Linked DNA regions of Mus musculus: region 2 is linked to region 1. The links are chromatin contacts, called in public promoter capture Hi-C maps. All regions are on one chromosome and are shown on one strand. The core of a region is the stretch at or near the end of the contact, and the rest is flanking DNA. Distances in the headings are between cores, read along the strand shown.

Region 1 (7,962 bases), core at 3,223-5,722:
TGAGTCCTAAATTTGCCTGACTATTCTAGGAAAGTTGTCCCTTTCCTTAGTTCCAGAAAAAAAAAAAAAAAAAGACAAATGTCACTTTCTTGATTAAGAGTTACACATGCAAACATCTGTACTCAGAAATGGCAGATGCCTTAAAGCATTGGTTCTCAACCTGGGTGTCTTGACCCCTTTGGGATCACATATCAGATGTGCTGTATGTATATCAGCAGGTATTTACATTATGATTCCCAACAATAGCAAAATTAGTTATGAAGTAGCAATGAAATAATTTTATAGTTGGGGGTCACCACAACATATAAAACTGTGTTAAAGAAGGTTGAGAACCACTGCCCTAAAAATAGTATCAACTAACTAATTACTTATTTCTTAATACTAAAACTTCAGTTCTTGGGGCTGGAGAGACTGCTCAACCATTAAGAGTACTGACTGCTCTTCCAGAGGTCATGAGTTCAATTCCTAGAACCACATGGTGGCTCACAACCATCTGTAAAGGGATCTGATGCTCTCTTCTGGTGTGTCTGTAAACATCTACAGTGTACTCACACACACACACACACACACACACACACACACATGCACATATATACATGAATGTATGTATGTATATACATATCTATAAAAATAAAATAAATAAATCTTAAAAAAAAAAAAAACCTTTCAGTTCTGATCATCAACAAAATGTGCAGGGCCCCCTTTCTTGGTGGAGCTTGCATCCCAGGGCTGCTCCAGGGCATGTGCTGAGGACATGGCACTGAATCAGCTCCTGTTCGGGGGACACAGGTGAATATTTGAAAATAGCTCAGTGTAGACTGTTTGCCCACCACACACACGGACCTAGGTTCAATACCCAGTTCTGAAAATTCAATTGTAAAGTACAAAGTCTAGTGGGAAAGCAGCATGGGATGGGGAATCTACCTAGGAAAGAGTAAAGTATCCCGAAGTAGGAATGGACTGACTGCTAGAGTCCAAGTAGGAAGGGGTGAGGTACAAAGACAGACAGAAGCCTAGCAAAGTAAGTATGTAAGTGATAGAATACAAATGCTGAAACAAATAACAAACCAACCAAACCAACCAACCCACCTAACCAAACAAACAAACAACAAAAAAACAACCTTCAAAAGCAACATGGTTGCAACTTTTTTCCAGGTGAGGTACTCTTAGCCAGCCCAGGCTAGCTAGAACTTGTAATCTTCCTGTCTTAATGGAATGCCCAATTCACAAGTATTTGTATTCCTCAGGGCAGAGTTATTATCTTAAAAATCAAATATTTGTTCTTTAAAGGTTGAAGATGCAAAGTGGGGTGTGGACACACACCTCTGAGGGCAGAGGGAGGCAGACCCCTAGGAGTTCCAGGCTAGCCAGATCTATTGAGATCTTGTCTCAATAAGCAAGCAAACAAATAATAGTAATAAAAAAAGAGCTGGTGCTCATTAGCCTATTGTTAAGCCATTTTAATTCCAGCCGACTAACTTCTCTTTGTGGTAAACACACTCCCACACACTTACACAAAACATACTCTAAACCAACAGAGACAAAAAGCAAAGAGAAAGAGCAGTAAATGAACAAACATTTAAAAAAAATCTTAACGACTATCAATTTAATCAAGCCAAAGTACAAGGTAACTGCTTCTGGAATCCAGCCTTACCCTAACAACAAAGCTTACTATACAGACGCGGTGTGAACTTTAGCCTACATTTTCAGTGCCAGCAAATGCAAAACCTTTGCCCTACTTTCTAATCATCTTCATGTGTAACTCAAGAAAATATCTACAAGGTCATATACAACTATAGTCAGTGGGAAGGGTTGGATTGTGCTGCACAACTTTGAAAACTGGAAACGTTACTTTAGTTTATAGAAATTTATAGCTTTTTCAAAATTCAACCCTGGGACAAGAAGTGAGAGTCAGATTTAAAAATAACTACTAATTGCCGTTCACTTCTTGTAAAATTGTTTTACCACTTACATACTTAGGAATTAGGAAAAGTAGGAATTAAATGGATATTAAGATCAACTTATGACTTTTTTGATAGTCATGTTAGAATAACAGTATTGTACAAGATCTCTTTCACAGTAAGTGCCATAGTTCATTAAGCATTTGGCAATGCCTCCACACACTCTCAGGGTCAAGGACAGACCTGCTGAGTCTAGACTCTAAATAGTAAATCAGGTGTACAGCTAATTTTAAATAGACTTTCCTGCATATTTTTTCAAAGTGCATAAGCTGGTATTAAAATAATCTGTAGCTATAATAGACTACATTTTCTTTTCTTTTTTTTTTTTTCTTTAAAGATTTATTTATTATACGTAAGTACACTGTAGCTGTCTTCAGACACTCCAGAAGAGGGCATCAGATCTCATTACGAGTGGTTGTGAGCCACCATGTGGTTGCTGGGATTTGAACTCAGGACCTTGGGAAGAGCAGTCAGCGCTCTTAACCTCTCTCCAGCTCTAGACTACATTTTCTTAATGAAAAAAAAAATACAACTTATATATTTAGATATGTTTCTATGTAGAAGTATAGGAAAATTTAGCTGTTAGCTTTTTATTACCTATGTAAAATGGATAGATTACAAGTTCTCAGCTATATATAGTCATTGCTTCTAAGGGATAAAAAACTAATAACATTTATTGAGAATGTATGCCTATGTGTTATACCTAATATAACTTCTTTAGATTTAACATGATTGACTCCATTTTACCAATGATAAAGATACTGAAATTAATTCCCAAGGTCACTAGAAGGTAAACTGTAGATTCAAGCCAGATGACAGAGTCCGTATTTAATGCTTTTAATTGCTCCATCATACTACTTCTCCTGTCAAAGAAAAAAAATCACTCTCATTCATTTCACAGATGGGAAAAGAAAGCCCATTTAGATGAAAGGGCAAAGTCAACAGCTAGCTAGTGACAAGAGAACATGTGACCCAATCACCACTCCAGTGCTAACCTGGCTGCCAATTCATGAAAGTACCTTACATCAAATACAGGACCATAGGTGCCTTTTTTCCCCTAAAACTGTTATAAATGTGGAAAAGGAAACACAACCAAGTGCAAACAGGAGACATAGAGATCGATGGATCTTTCTTTCTTTCTTTTTTGGTTTTTCCGAGACAGGGTTTCTCTGTATAGCCCTGGCTGTCCTGGAACTCACTCTGTAGACCAGGCTGGCCCTGAACTTAGAAATCCACCTGCCTCTGCCTCCCAAGTGCTGGGATTAAAGGCGTGTGCCACCATGCCCGGCTCTTTTCTTTTTTTTAAAAGACAGGGTCTCACTGTGTAGCCCTGACTGGCCTGGAACTATGTAGACCAGACAGGAACACAAAGACCCACCTAATATTAAAGGTGAATTAGCACCCAGTCCACTTCACTTTTTTTTTTTTTTTAATTTTTTTTTTTTTTTTTTTTGGTGGGTAGCAATTTTGGCTATTTACACATAATCGATCTATGGAGGTTTTTAAAAAAGTAGAAAAAGATTCAATCAATTAAATGCCAGGGGAGGGTAAGAGAAGTAAATTCTACACGCATCCCTTTTTTTTTGTGAGGAAAATTAAAGTGAATTCACGTTACAAACTAAAGTCTGGGAAGTAACTAGTATCAAGTATGATACACAATGAAGTTACATTTGCCCTTACAGATTTGGGATGTCTGGGAAAAGGCTGTTTTCTAACAACACCCCTTTAACCCTTTCACTGCCAGCTTGAAAAGGAATGCAGTTCCTGGAGCCTGACTGGGAATCGACAGAAATGAGATTAGAAATAGTTTCTAAGTGATCAAAAATTTTTTTCCTCATCAAAATTTCTTTGCCTAAGTCGGAGAACCTCCAGTTTCAACCTTCTATACATTCAAACTAAGATTACTGAAGTGGGAGAGCTGAGTTCTCTGGGGGGGAAAAATGGTTTTGACGGAAAAGATCAAGGAGTGGCATTGATCTGTAAGGCTAGTAGTCAATGTCACCGAGAAGGCTGATAGATATCTCTTATGGCGACTAACATGTAGTAGAGCCTCAAAAATGTGACAGGTCTTACTTAGTCCTCCGAACTTAGCGGTGTCAGGGCCAAGACAAACATTAAGGGAGACAAGAGGGGCGTGAGCTCAGGGCTACAGCAGAGACCTGCGCAAACTGCCAGACTAAGTGGAAAAGACTCAGGAAAGTTAGGGGAGAGCCTGACACTGCCGGAGCAGGGCGAGAGAGGGTGTGACAGTTCCTTTACAAGGACACAGGAAATAGGGTCTCGGAACAGTAGCCCCATTTCCACGGGTCCCGGGAAAGGGGTGGGAGGCAGACAGTGAGAGGCAAACGCTGCTCCCCGCCGCCCCAGTTCCTGAAGGCACTCCGAGACTCTCCCGAGCCCTCTCCAGGCTCACCTCTGGAGCGTAGGATCCTGAAGGCAGAGAAGCGACTGAGACTGCCAATCGCCCGGGACGCCACCATCTTGAGCAGAAGAGGACGAAAGCTCTTCTAGTGGGGGGCAATGGAGCCGAGGGCTTTTCTTTTCTGAGCCTGTCCGGCAGGGTGTCCTAAGTGCCGCCTTACTAAAACGCAGACTCTGAGTTGCCACCCGTCCTGTCGCCCTACCTCTTGCTCTCAACTAAGCGAGCCGAAAGGATGATTTCTCTGAAGGTGAGACTAAGGACCTCCGAGGAGAGGGCGGAGTGTCTGACTTTCTGCTCAGGCGTTCAGCGGGCAGCCCGTAAATGCCGCGGTGATGGCGGGCGGGGCGAGAGGGGGTCCTTGCGGAGCGGGAGCCGCCCCTCGGCGTGGGCGGACGTTTGTCAGTCTGGACTTGACCTTGTTGGCAGCGGCAGTTTTCGCGGACTCTAAGGTGCGGCAGCGCGCTTCTCGGTTTTCTTCTGATTTCCCCACAGGCAGGTGCCACTTTGCTCCCGACTCTTCTCGTCGATGCCCGCGGCCGCTTCCCTTTGCTGTGAGGGTCGAAGTCCCAAGAGCGGGACAGGCTGGTCCAGGCCTCCAGTGCGAACCGCCTCAGGGCGGGCGGTGGTCGCGTTCTCGCGTAGCTCGCGGCAGCGGTGTCTTCTGTCTGCATTTGTCACTTCAGGTTTACGAATGGATTGCGTGTGTGTGAAACGCTGGGCTGTGTCAGAGCGGTGTCGTTTCCCCTGTTGTTGACCTGTCTAGGCAGTCTGGCGGCTGTAGAGATTGAGAACGCGTCGTTAAGTGCGGGTCTCGGGGGTGAAAGCAGCCAAGACAGTCCTCCAGTCTGCTTGGTGATCCAGGGTTCACGGACATTTTCTAACCCAGCAAACATCTGGGCAAACCTGCCACCCCTCACTCTTTTTTCTGTGAAGTAGCCGTAGCTAGTGACTGAGACTGCGCCACAGGTGGTAGAATTAGTCTAGAACCTAAGTCTACTTTTAATTGAGAGTTCAGCTCTTCTGGGCGCCAGGGTGTGAGTTGTTTGTTTTGGTGCTGGAAAGATGAGCCCTGAAATAAACTGATTGTTTTCAAAAGAAAGTAAAGTCAGCTTCCGGTGTGTGCACCATTTTGTTTAATACGCACAAACCCCACGTTTCATTTGCACTTTCGGTGACTTGACAGGCTCAGAAAGATTATAATACCTTCTCTGTGGCAAGCCAGGATTCAAACAGAAGTGGCACTTGCTAGTTAATTGATTATTCTGCCACACAGGAAAGAAATGGCTAAAATGATTCTAGAAAGAAAGGAGCGTCCTGTTTTAAAGCTCTAGTCAAACTAAGTCTTCCACCACCAAGAACACTTTAAGCTGGTACTAAATGACCACTTCGGAGTAAATTGCAAAAAAGGAACCCTTTTCCCATACCACGCCTTCCACTACACCTATTTCATATCCTTTTTTTGTAAAGAGCCACACAGAAAATAGTTTGTTTTGTGAGCCCACCCTGTGCTCTGTTACATACTTGTTTTGTGTTGCCTGCAGCTTTTTATCATTTTTCCTAAACTAGAGATGGAACTGACAAAAACGGAACCATTCACACACATACACGTTGCAACTCTTTGAAGGTGTAAAAACCAGAGCTGGTAGAGATCTTGTTCATATGGGCCCTGGCTTCACAGTTAGCCCTTCAAAATTGGGGGGTGGGGGGTGGAGGGAGGGGGAACGACCCCAAAAAACAAGAAATCATGTGAAAGAAAAACACTTTTATTGAGGGTTTTGGGTTATATTTTGCTAATGCTTGATTTAAAGTGCCTTTTTTTTTTTTTTTTTTTTTTTTGGTTTCCTGCATTCTCGGTGAAATTATGAGATCTATCAAGTACAAAGGTTTTTTTGTTGTTGTTTGATAATTAGCACGTTAGTGCAAAGGCTTAGAGGAGAACTAAGTATATTTATATCTTCACCCACTAATAATAGAAAACACATAAATAAACCTTTCTAGATAAAAGGCAACATACCTGTATTTAGGTGTCTATTTAATTATCTCAACAACTCTAAAACTGTGTACATTTTACTAAAGGGCCAGAAACAGAAACGTTAAGCAACTTGCTTCGGGTCCTACAGCTGCAGTGAGGGAGGCTCTGATTTGCACTTGGAGTCTGTTCTTTGATGTTGTAGTAACTGTCAAGTCACCCCATCTTGCTTTTATATTCTTCACCTACCCTTCTTTCTCTTTTGTCTTCCCATGTGCCTCTGTGCTACCTAAGCCTAAACTACCCAAGTATTGACATGTTTTGAATACTTTTCTGTTAAAATTTCTGTATTTCTGAAGCTTTGTAAATGACAACAAAGGCCAGCCTTCCAATACAGTAGTATAGTTTTTTATTTGTTTTGTTTTTGTTTCGGCTTTTTTAGTCTGGGTCTCTGTATTATGTCCCTCTGGCTGTCCTAGAACTGGCTAATTCAGGCTGGTCCCACACTTATAGAGATCTGCCTGCCTCTGCCTCTTAAGTGCTTAGATTAAAGGCGTGTACCATTATGGTATGTGCTGCCTAGTGTGTATCACCTGGTGTACAGTCTTGTAGTAAGCCTTTAGTTTTTGCATTTTTATTTAATATGCATTATGGATGTCAGTATAAACATGCATATCTTGTTTTATTTTCTCCCAAACTCCTGAATATTCAAGATATATTTATGATACAGATCAACTATTTCTACTGATCTGCATTTATGTTAGTCCCAACTATAAATAGTTCTATAATGAGCATTTCAAGTATTCCTATAGAAACCAATTAGAGGAAATTTAAGATTCAGAATTCACAATCTGGAGCCAGGTCTGTAATCCTAGCACGCAGAATGATAGGCCATAGGTTCAAGGCCATCCTGGGTTAAATAGTAAGTACCAGCCTAACCAAGGCTGCCACACTTAAGCCCTGTCTAAAATAAGAAAACCCCGACTGTTTGTAGTTTGATGGGTAGCACAGGCACCTAGAGGACTAAGTAACCCAGGAAGATGATGAGTTTTAGGCCAGCCTAGGGTTCAGAGCCAGACCTTGCCTCCAAGTAACATGTAAATAGAAGTATTTAAAGATTTTTTTGTTAGTGTGGATATTTTAGTTTGATTGATTCTGGGGATCAAACTCAGGGTACATGATGGAAAAATGCCCTGCCACTGAGCTGTACTCTAAGCCCTGGGGATCTAATTGCTTATGAGAGCTACTAATTTCCTCATTTTTGCTTCTGATCTGCATATCAGGCAGGAACCTGTTAGTTGCAAATCATAGAAAATTCAAGTAGATTAGGGATTTATTAACTTCCGCACCATCAATGGGGGTGGGTTTCAGATAGAATCTGACCAGGGCTATTGTTTTTATTTTATTTTTTCATAAAACTTTTAGTACTGTCTTCTTTTACTGCCAGCTTTGTTCTTGGTAGTATTGTTAATGTTTGTGAAAGGAAAGATTCGTGTTTTAGAACTGTGGAACTCTAAACCTTGAATACTGGACTTGACTGCATCATCCCTACATCTGTACCCATGGTCAAGCCAAGGTGGTTGTAGGCCTTGGTCACGTGAACCTTTAAT
Region 2 (7,962 bases), core at 2,203-4,702, 1.8 Mb before region 1:
TAGAGGTGTCTTATCCCAGATTTCCAGCTACTTGGTTGCTTTGAAATCTTGATGTCTTGGATCAAGGGAATTGCACTTTTTCTCAGTTGTAAATTGGGAATAACAGTCTTCTGACCCATGTACATTTCTGACATAGAAAATGTGTGAGGGTATATACAAATGTGTAGGTGCACTCCAGAAAAGGGCATCAGATCCCATGGAGCTGGAGTTATAGGTGTTTGTGAGCTGCCTGACATGGGACTAGGACCCAAACACTGCTCCTCTGTGAATGCAGTATATGCTTTTTTTTTTTTAAAGTTTTATTTATTTATGTATAGGAGTACACTGTCGCTGCCTTCAGACACACCTGAAGAGGACATTGGATTCCATTACAGATGGTTGTGAGCCACCATGTGGTTGCTGGGAATTGAACTCATGACCTCTGGAAGAGCAGTCAGTGCTCTTAATGGATGAGCCATCCCTCCAGCCCCTCAGTATATGCTTTTAACCACTGAACCATCCATCTAACTCCATGTTTTGGTTGAATGCATTACTATGTGAATTCTGAGTAGGTATCCACCCTCCACCTTTATGTTTAGTATGCCAAAGCATTCTTACTTACCAACCACAACAATCAAAATCAAGCAGTTAACTGTCATATTCCACCTCTCTGATCCTGTGGCCTTCCTATTTTCACAATTGGCCCACTGATACATCTCCCTGGGAGAGCCATTTCAGTCATGGGCTGTACTTGGTGGCCATGACTCTTCTTTAGCCAGGAACTCCACCTACCTGTTTTTCCCAGACGTTCATAAATGTGATGCTTTTGAAGATTACAAACCCGCATAGAGCATTCTTCAGTAGAAGTTTCTCAACAATTAACTCAGATAGCCTTTTTAAAAAAAAAAAACAAAAAACATATGAAAGTCTATATTTGGGTCTATGATTCCAGAAGGAGAGTTCATAATGGAAGGAACGACATGACAGCATGCACCCGGGGCAGGCAGTGGAGATACTGTCTCTTCAACAAGAAAATGTGAATGTAGAAAGCGTCTCTCCCTGGAGAACTATTGATCACTGAATTCCATTTCTTTCTTGTTAGAAGATTTTACTTTCTCAATGCCATAGCTATGTTAGAGCATGAGATTTGAGTCAAGATGGATACAGAGTTGAAATCGTGATTCATTTGTTGAAAGTGCAGATCCAGAGACTTTTGATTAATTTAATCTTCACTTGCCCCACTTTTTAATTAGTAAAATGTACGGCCCTTATGGAGGCATAGAGTGTGGAGCAAATGATCATTCCATGACTTATAGACTGCCTGTGCTTCTAACTTGCTTTACTTTTTGTGCTTTCAGTCACTATTCCATTTTATTTATTTGTTTGTTTATTTATTTAAGCCAATAGAAAGTCTTTATTATAGCTGGTCAGTGACTACACTGGGTGTTAGGTAGACGTCTTTGATCTCCACAAAAGACATTGTTCTCCTACTTCATTCTGTAGGTACACAAGATTTTTATTCACTCATAATTGAAGTGTTAGTTAACTCAGGTGAAGTGTTTCAAATAGAAACTATTCTTTTGGAATATAGGATTCAAAAGCCAAGATTTGGGTGTTAGGTGTCAATGAAGGCACAGTGTGTCTCCAAGGCCACCTAGGTACTCACTGAGGGGAAGGTGCCTCCTTGGCTTAAAAGCTACTGACCTATAGAAGCCAGTGTATCTAATAGCTCTGAGAGTTCCTTTTTTTTCGAGACAGGGTTTCTCTGTATAGCCCTGGCTGTCCTGGAAATCACTTTGTAGACCAGGCTGGCCTTGAACTCAGAAATCTGCCTGCCTCTGCCTCCCGAGTGCTGGGATTAAAGGCGTGTGCCACCACGCCGGGCTGAGAGTTCATTCTTAAACCCTCACGTTTAGATAGTAACCTCAATTAGGAAAGCACAGAGGGCGAGGTTCCTGTGAGGTATTTAAGGGCTGAGCCGTGCTCTGAAACCATTTTCACCACAAGCGTTGCAGTTTGGTTTCCTGGTTGACACTGAGCCTTTAACAGGTTTCTAGAGGAAGTTAGAGAGCTGACTGAAGTGGTATGTAGTGATAAGGAAAAGGGGGTGATTAAATCTGTACTCACAGCAAGTGATCACATCTCTAAATACTAGGTGTTCCTACATACAGGTTAAATGTTTTTCTAGTGAATGTTTCAGTACAGAATGTTTAGAGTTTCCTGTCCTGGAGAATTTCAGTTTTAGGTGAAATTAAGAAAACTACTTTCTTAAGGTCATAGCTATGTTAGAACATGAGATTTGAGTCAAGGCAGACATAGAGTTGAAATCCTGACTCATTCGAAGTGGATATTCAGTGGCCTTTGAGCAATTTAATCTTCATTTGCTATAATTGAGATGCACGTCTTTTTTCATGTGTAATACGTTATAAAGTATTATGAAGTAATTTTATCATTGTACCTATTTTTGAGAGGTCTTTCTCAAGACCAGCACTGATATTATCTTGAAAATATTCTCAGTTGGGTAGTCCATCCTGAACAGTGTAAAAATTAGGAAAAGGTGACAAGGGGTTCAAGCAGTTTAGATATGAATTAATGTGCTTTCTGACAGAAATCTAGTTAGTCAGTGAGGCTCCATGCCAGGCTTACTTTTATTGGGCAATGACTTCATGACGATTTTTTAAAAAAGGAATTTTTTTTCCTTCTGTTTCTTAAATGAACATTATAAAGCAGGGATTTTAGGGATTTTTTTTTTTTTTTATGAGGAAAAATTTCAATCACCTAAAAGTTGAATTTCACAGCAGACATTCTTTTAGCTCCCTAAGACTTTCCGGGAATGTGGATGCCCGCGTCTGGAATTCTCACTGAGCGGCGACCAGCCTCCATGCCGGGCCTCTCCAAGGGCCCACCTGCGGGGCTCCTCCGCCTTCCCAGCTCGCTTTTGCCCGAAACCTCGTCCTCAAAGCCGCAGGCTTGGGGACTTGCTTTAGGATGCTCTGGAGTCCGTCTTTGAGGTCGTGGTACCTAGTGCCACCGCCACACACCTCCTCTCCTTTCCTAAGACCCTACGCGCGAGGCTTTCCGCCAGCTCGCGCGAACGCGAGTGCGCGTGCGTCGATGTAGCGTTCGCGCGCCTCAAGCTTGGGGGCGCGGTAGCCAGACTCGGCCGTTAGCGTCTCCGGCCGCGCTTCGGCTCCACTTGCCACGGCGGCTCAGCCGTCGTAAAGCGCAGCCGCGCCTACTGCTGCAAGGCGATTTATGTCGACTTTACGGCGTGTGGCCGTCCACACTCCTCCCGCCTGAAGCCTCGGCCTTCCAGCCCGGCCGAAACTGTGTCTGTGCGCTGCTCTTTCTAGCGCGCGCCGCCGGGCACTCGCTGGCGTTCAGGCACCCGGGACCTTAGGCGTCCGCCCGCCGCCGCCTGGCTCTTCCGCCCGCCTTGCTCCCGGCGTGCACCGCGGCGCGGCCATGTTGCCGTAGTGTTGTTTTCTTCCTGCGGAGGCGAGGGTCCGCTGCGGACCGCGACGCGCGGGCCTCGCCTCTGCTCGCTCGCGGGCGCCGGCCCTCGCCGCTCCCCCGCCTCCCCGGCCCGCACCAGAGCCGTCGGCCTGCCAGGAGCTCGGGGGACGGCTGAAGGCCGGGCCCGGGGACCACCATGGCGGCCGCCCTGGGCGCAGGCGGAGGAGCAGGCGCTGGAGGTACGTGGGCCGCGGCGGGGGCCGTAGACCGGGCACCCTTTATGTAGGGCCTTCGTGCTGCCCCGCCACAGACGGAGCCGCCCCGGGCTTGCCGCCGCCGTTCAGGCCGGGAGCGCGGAGCGTTAGGCCCGAGGCGGCGACGCGAGGTCGGCGGCGGCCCCGCGACGGGGTCGGGGGGCCCTGGCGACTTCCAGTCTTCTTGGAAGATGCGCCCTGGGCAGCGGCAAGCAGCCTACTCAGTGTAAAAAGAATTTTGCGGTTTATTAGGGTGCTTTAAATAAACCTATTATCATCTAAGGAAAACTTGTGTTTGGCAGTATGCTTGAAAGGGATGAAGACCGTGTACAAAGGGTTGGTTACTGAACCAGTTGTTTGAGTATTTTCATTTCGCAATCGTAAACGATATGGAAAGACTAGCCAGTTATAAGTAAAACCACGTTTTGTTGAACGAGGGTTTTTTTTTTTTTTTTTTTTTTTAAAGATGTGGAACAATAAAAAAAATGACGTTTCAGGACTTGGATAAAAGACCCTCACGGTAAAATGTGGACAACAAAAGCATTTGCCAGCTAGTTCTGGCTATAGACACTTGAACTATTCTACATATTCCAGAGGTGTTAGTGATGCTTACTTACAGATTGGGGGTTGGGGTGGGCATGTTAAACAACCCTGCTTAGGAGTTCTGACCTCAAAACAAAAAACCCAAACGGCAGAGACTACATCCAGAATGCCATTTCTGGCAGGATGTGGTATGGTATATGTCACTGCCAGCTTACATAGATGATTTTTTTTTTTTTAACATGCAGATTCGAGGCTTTCTAGTTAAATGCTTAAAATACATTTTGTCTACTCTACCTGATTAGAGAAGGTAAAAACTTAAGGTTTTATATGTGAGTCTCAGTGTTATGGGAGCCCTTGGGTCAAAGCTGTTTTTAAAAGATGAAGATGATATTTTCATTTTCCATTTTTTCTCACTAGTGTGGTTTGGTTTTCCAGAGGCTGTGTGGCATGTGAAGACTTGACATGGATGGCTTGGGGACTATGCGCTTTTATGATCTTTTAAGTTTCTCATTTAAAACTTTAATAGTAAAAACTGATAAATATCCACACAAATAAAACTTGAGGGCTGTATATTAGTTTTTAGCCAGAAAGTTTGAGGGTTGTAATTTTAGAAGGCTAGATTGCCTTTTTGGAAGTTTGGAATTTTTCTTCCATCTTAATATCTTGTCAGCATTTCCATTGCTTAGACTTAATCCAAACTCCTTGGGAAAGTAGGCAAGTTCTTTTGAATATTCACCTTGGTGCTCAGCAGCTCTGCAGTCCTGGAACTGCTGGACCTCTTCAGCCCATGTGCAGTACACTGTTCCTGCCTTGAAGGGGTTACACTCCTATTGGTAGTTGGTCATCTCTGAGGCTTACTGTTGGGTAAGTTCACCCTTTCTAGTTCTTTCTGAACCCTGGCTGGTTCAACTTAGCTGTTTTGGCTCAAGCTCTTCTCAAGCTGATCGATCTGGCTTCTCTGGGATGGCTTCTCCTGGATTGCTCTGTTTGGCCTCACACCAACTCTAGCAACCTTTTCTAATCTTCTGGCTTCTTCTCATTTTCTGGCTTGTTCTCTCCTTCAACCTGTCTTTGTAAAACTCGCCAGTAAAACTGCCCCCTTCCTCCTTTTCTTTTTCCTTCTTTCCCTTTCCCTCCCTCCCTCCCTCCCTCCCTCCATCCCTCCATCCCTCCATTCCTCCCTCTCTCCCTTCCTTATTTTCACTTATTGTCTGCCACTCAATTAGACATCCCTTTCAAACATTGGTGCTTTCTTCTATAAACTAACTTTACCTTCCTTGTTTGGGATTAAAAGTGTGTACTAAGGGCATGTCTGTATTCCAGCGGAGGGATTAAAGGTGCTAAGGCTGAGATACAACTAGAAACATTTTTTTTGTTTTTGTTTTGTTTTGTTTTGTTTTTAGTAAGTAACACAATCTTGGGGGGATCACAGTGTGATCAAATATCCTGTAACTGTCTCCTGATTCAGCATGCTCCGGCTCCTGAGGGAGGAGGCCTTACTAGAGAAATCATTGGCTTCTATTTATCTGTTTGCTACCTCAGTGCCTCCCTCTCCATCTAGTAACACTCTTATTTTCTCTTGAACAATTACCTTAATCTGTAAATTGTTTTTTAAGACCTATGAGGACAAGCATATCTGCCTGCTTTGCCATGCACCCCAAATTCCTGACCTTGTACATGTGTTCAGCATATACTTGATAGATGAGTTAGAGATTGAAATATTTCATTTAAAAGAAAACAATGCCCTTTCTCTTGTCCATTAGATTTCCAATGTTTGCTGTAGAACCAACAAAACCATTACACTGGAAATATTTACATTGTAGGTAATACCGTCTTTATATCTGTAGATTGCTTACTTGACACCTCGGTTTAGCATGTCACCTAGCACAGTGGCTTTCGAGTTTACAGTTATGGCATTATGATTTAGTACTGCACAAGCTTCATGGGTAGTTCTAGTGTGTACTGTGCCATACTCTGAAAGGCTGCTGTGTACCTGGCATGGGTTTATAATCCCAGCACTTGGGAAATTGTGGTGGAAGGATTGTGAGTTTGAGGCCACCTGGGCTGCATAGTGAGAGTCTGTCTTTACCTGCTTCCCCAACAAAACCTGGTTATTGCCTAATCTAACTGCATTGTTAAACTAAATCCATTAAATGTCCCAGAATTGTCAGTTTAAAATTAATCTCAATATTGTAAGGGGTTGGTGGTGGTGGTAGTAGTAATATTTTCAATGTCTAGAATGTAACCAGAAACTAATGGTATTTCTAGGTGGCCAAAATAGATGACCACAGAGGTACATTTATGTCGGTGTGAGACTTAGGTCTTACAGGAATAAAGTATGCCTGTAACTTTAGATAGTAGCTCTTGCCAAGTAAGGGTGGGGGAAGCATGGGGTGCTTGCTGCTGGTAAAAAGAATATTGCACCTGTAACATTGGACATAGAGATCAACATAAATGCAAAAATCGGTCTTTAAGGACACATTATAGAGCAAATAATAAATTTCATGAGCTAGTGCTTACTTTGCAATAGAAAATGAAAAGTTAGAACATAAATTTTAGCAAAAAACCTTGCAACTGATCTGTATGTTAAGGCCTAACAGTTTATAAAGTAGCTCATGAACTGGGATGTGTGCCTTGTCTCACAATTTAACAGTAATCTTGGACCTTACATACAATGGATTTATAGGTGAGGAAACTAGAATGTACTTGTAAAATTTTGTTTCTTGGGTCAGTCTTACTGAAGAAAAAGATTAAGAAATTTTAGACATACCTAATGTAAAAAGAAGGAGCCCACTGTCAACATTTATCAACATTTTGATGTTGCTTAACTCATGGATTAGGTTTTTGTTTTTGTTGTTTTGAGGCTGTGTTTTTGTCAGTTTAATGTTACCTCAGTGGCTAGACAGGTTTAGTTCTACTGTGTCTGGCAAGTTAAAATGAATTTTACAGTGACCATAAGGTATGTTTGTGACACCCTGCACACATATAATATATGTGATCATAAGAGTATGTGTAGGTGTGTGTGGAGGACAGTGGTCCATGTATCACTCTTCACCGTTTGGAGACAGGATCACACTGAGCATGGAATCCATCCATTTGAGGTATTTGAGGTAGGCTGTCGGGCCAGTAAGCCAGAGGGACTCCCTGACTCTTCCTTCTCCATCTTTTAGCATAGGGGTTATGGATGGACTCAAAAGCTTCTGGTCCAGTTTTTTATGTGGGTATCGGGGATTTGGACAAAGTCTTTATGCTTGTGTGGTAGACCTTCATTAACTGAGACTTCTTCCCAGTCCTTGAGTGTAGTTTTTCAGATAGGGAAAGATCTGTTGTATACATAGCCACCTTGGAAGGTAATCCTGTACATACACAGATAACTGTATTTTTAATAGTGAATAGAATGTTTATCACTTTGGGTTTGCTTGTTCACTTGAGAACCATTTCTTTTCTGTGTCTAGGTTAGAGATGCATTAATCTACCATTAGTATTTCATGAGCATCTTTTTTTTTTTTTCTTTTTCACTGTAGGGTCTTGCTTGTGCTAATGTCTCAGATGGATACCTTTAAGATTGGGTTTACTGAGGCATATATATGGAGAGTTTGGGTAGCTACTTTCTAGTCATCCTTAATACTTGGTACCGTTCTGTCATTCCATCAGTCAAATATTCCCTTTCTCTTTTAAATGAGTCTGAATTTTTGCTAATGTATGTGGGAAAAGTAGCTTCAATGTTGTA

What was found. Capture Hi-C pulls out chosen DNA fragments and counts their contacts.
Region 2: a contact with region 1 is called in a promoter capture Hi-C map of adipose tissue, with 2.4 times the contacts expected there. The contact joins the promoter of Rbm33 here to the promoter of Hadha in region 1. A contact is called at or near these places in 6 of 39 promoter capture datasets (cranial neural crest, erythroid cells, hippocampal neurons and 3 more) and 2 of 9 other capture datasets (adipose tissue and liver).

What each region holds. Positions count from the first base shown.
Region 1 is chr5:30,150,508-30,158,469 of GRCm38.p6, forward strand. Hadha (hydroxyacyl-CoA dehydrogenase trifunctional multienzyme complex subunit alpha) reads right to left here and starts at 4,473. Exons shown (of 20, transcript NM_178878.3): 1 at 4,375-4,473. The coding sequence starts at 4,441. It overlaps Hadhb (hydroxyacyl-CoA dehydrogenase trifunctional multienzyme complex subunit beta), which reads left to right and starts at 4,746. Exons shown (of 16, transcript NM_145558.2): 1 at 4,746-4,832.
Region 2 is chr5:28,313,737-28,321,698 of GRCm38.p6, forward strand. It overlaps Rbm33 (RNA binding motif protein 33), which reads left to right and starts at 3,453. Exons shown (of 19, transcript NM_028234.1): 1 at 3,453-3,674. The coding sequence starts at 3,632. It overlaps Gm35602 (a long non-coding RNA gene), which reads right to left and starts at 3,351. Exons shown (of 5, transcript XR_003955879.1): 1 at 2,758-3,351; 2 at 772-871.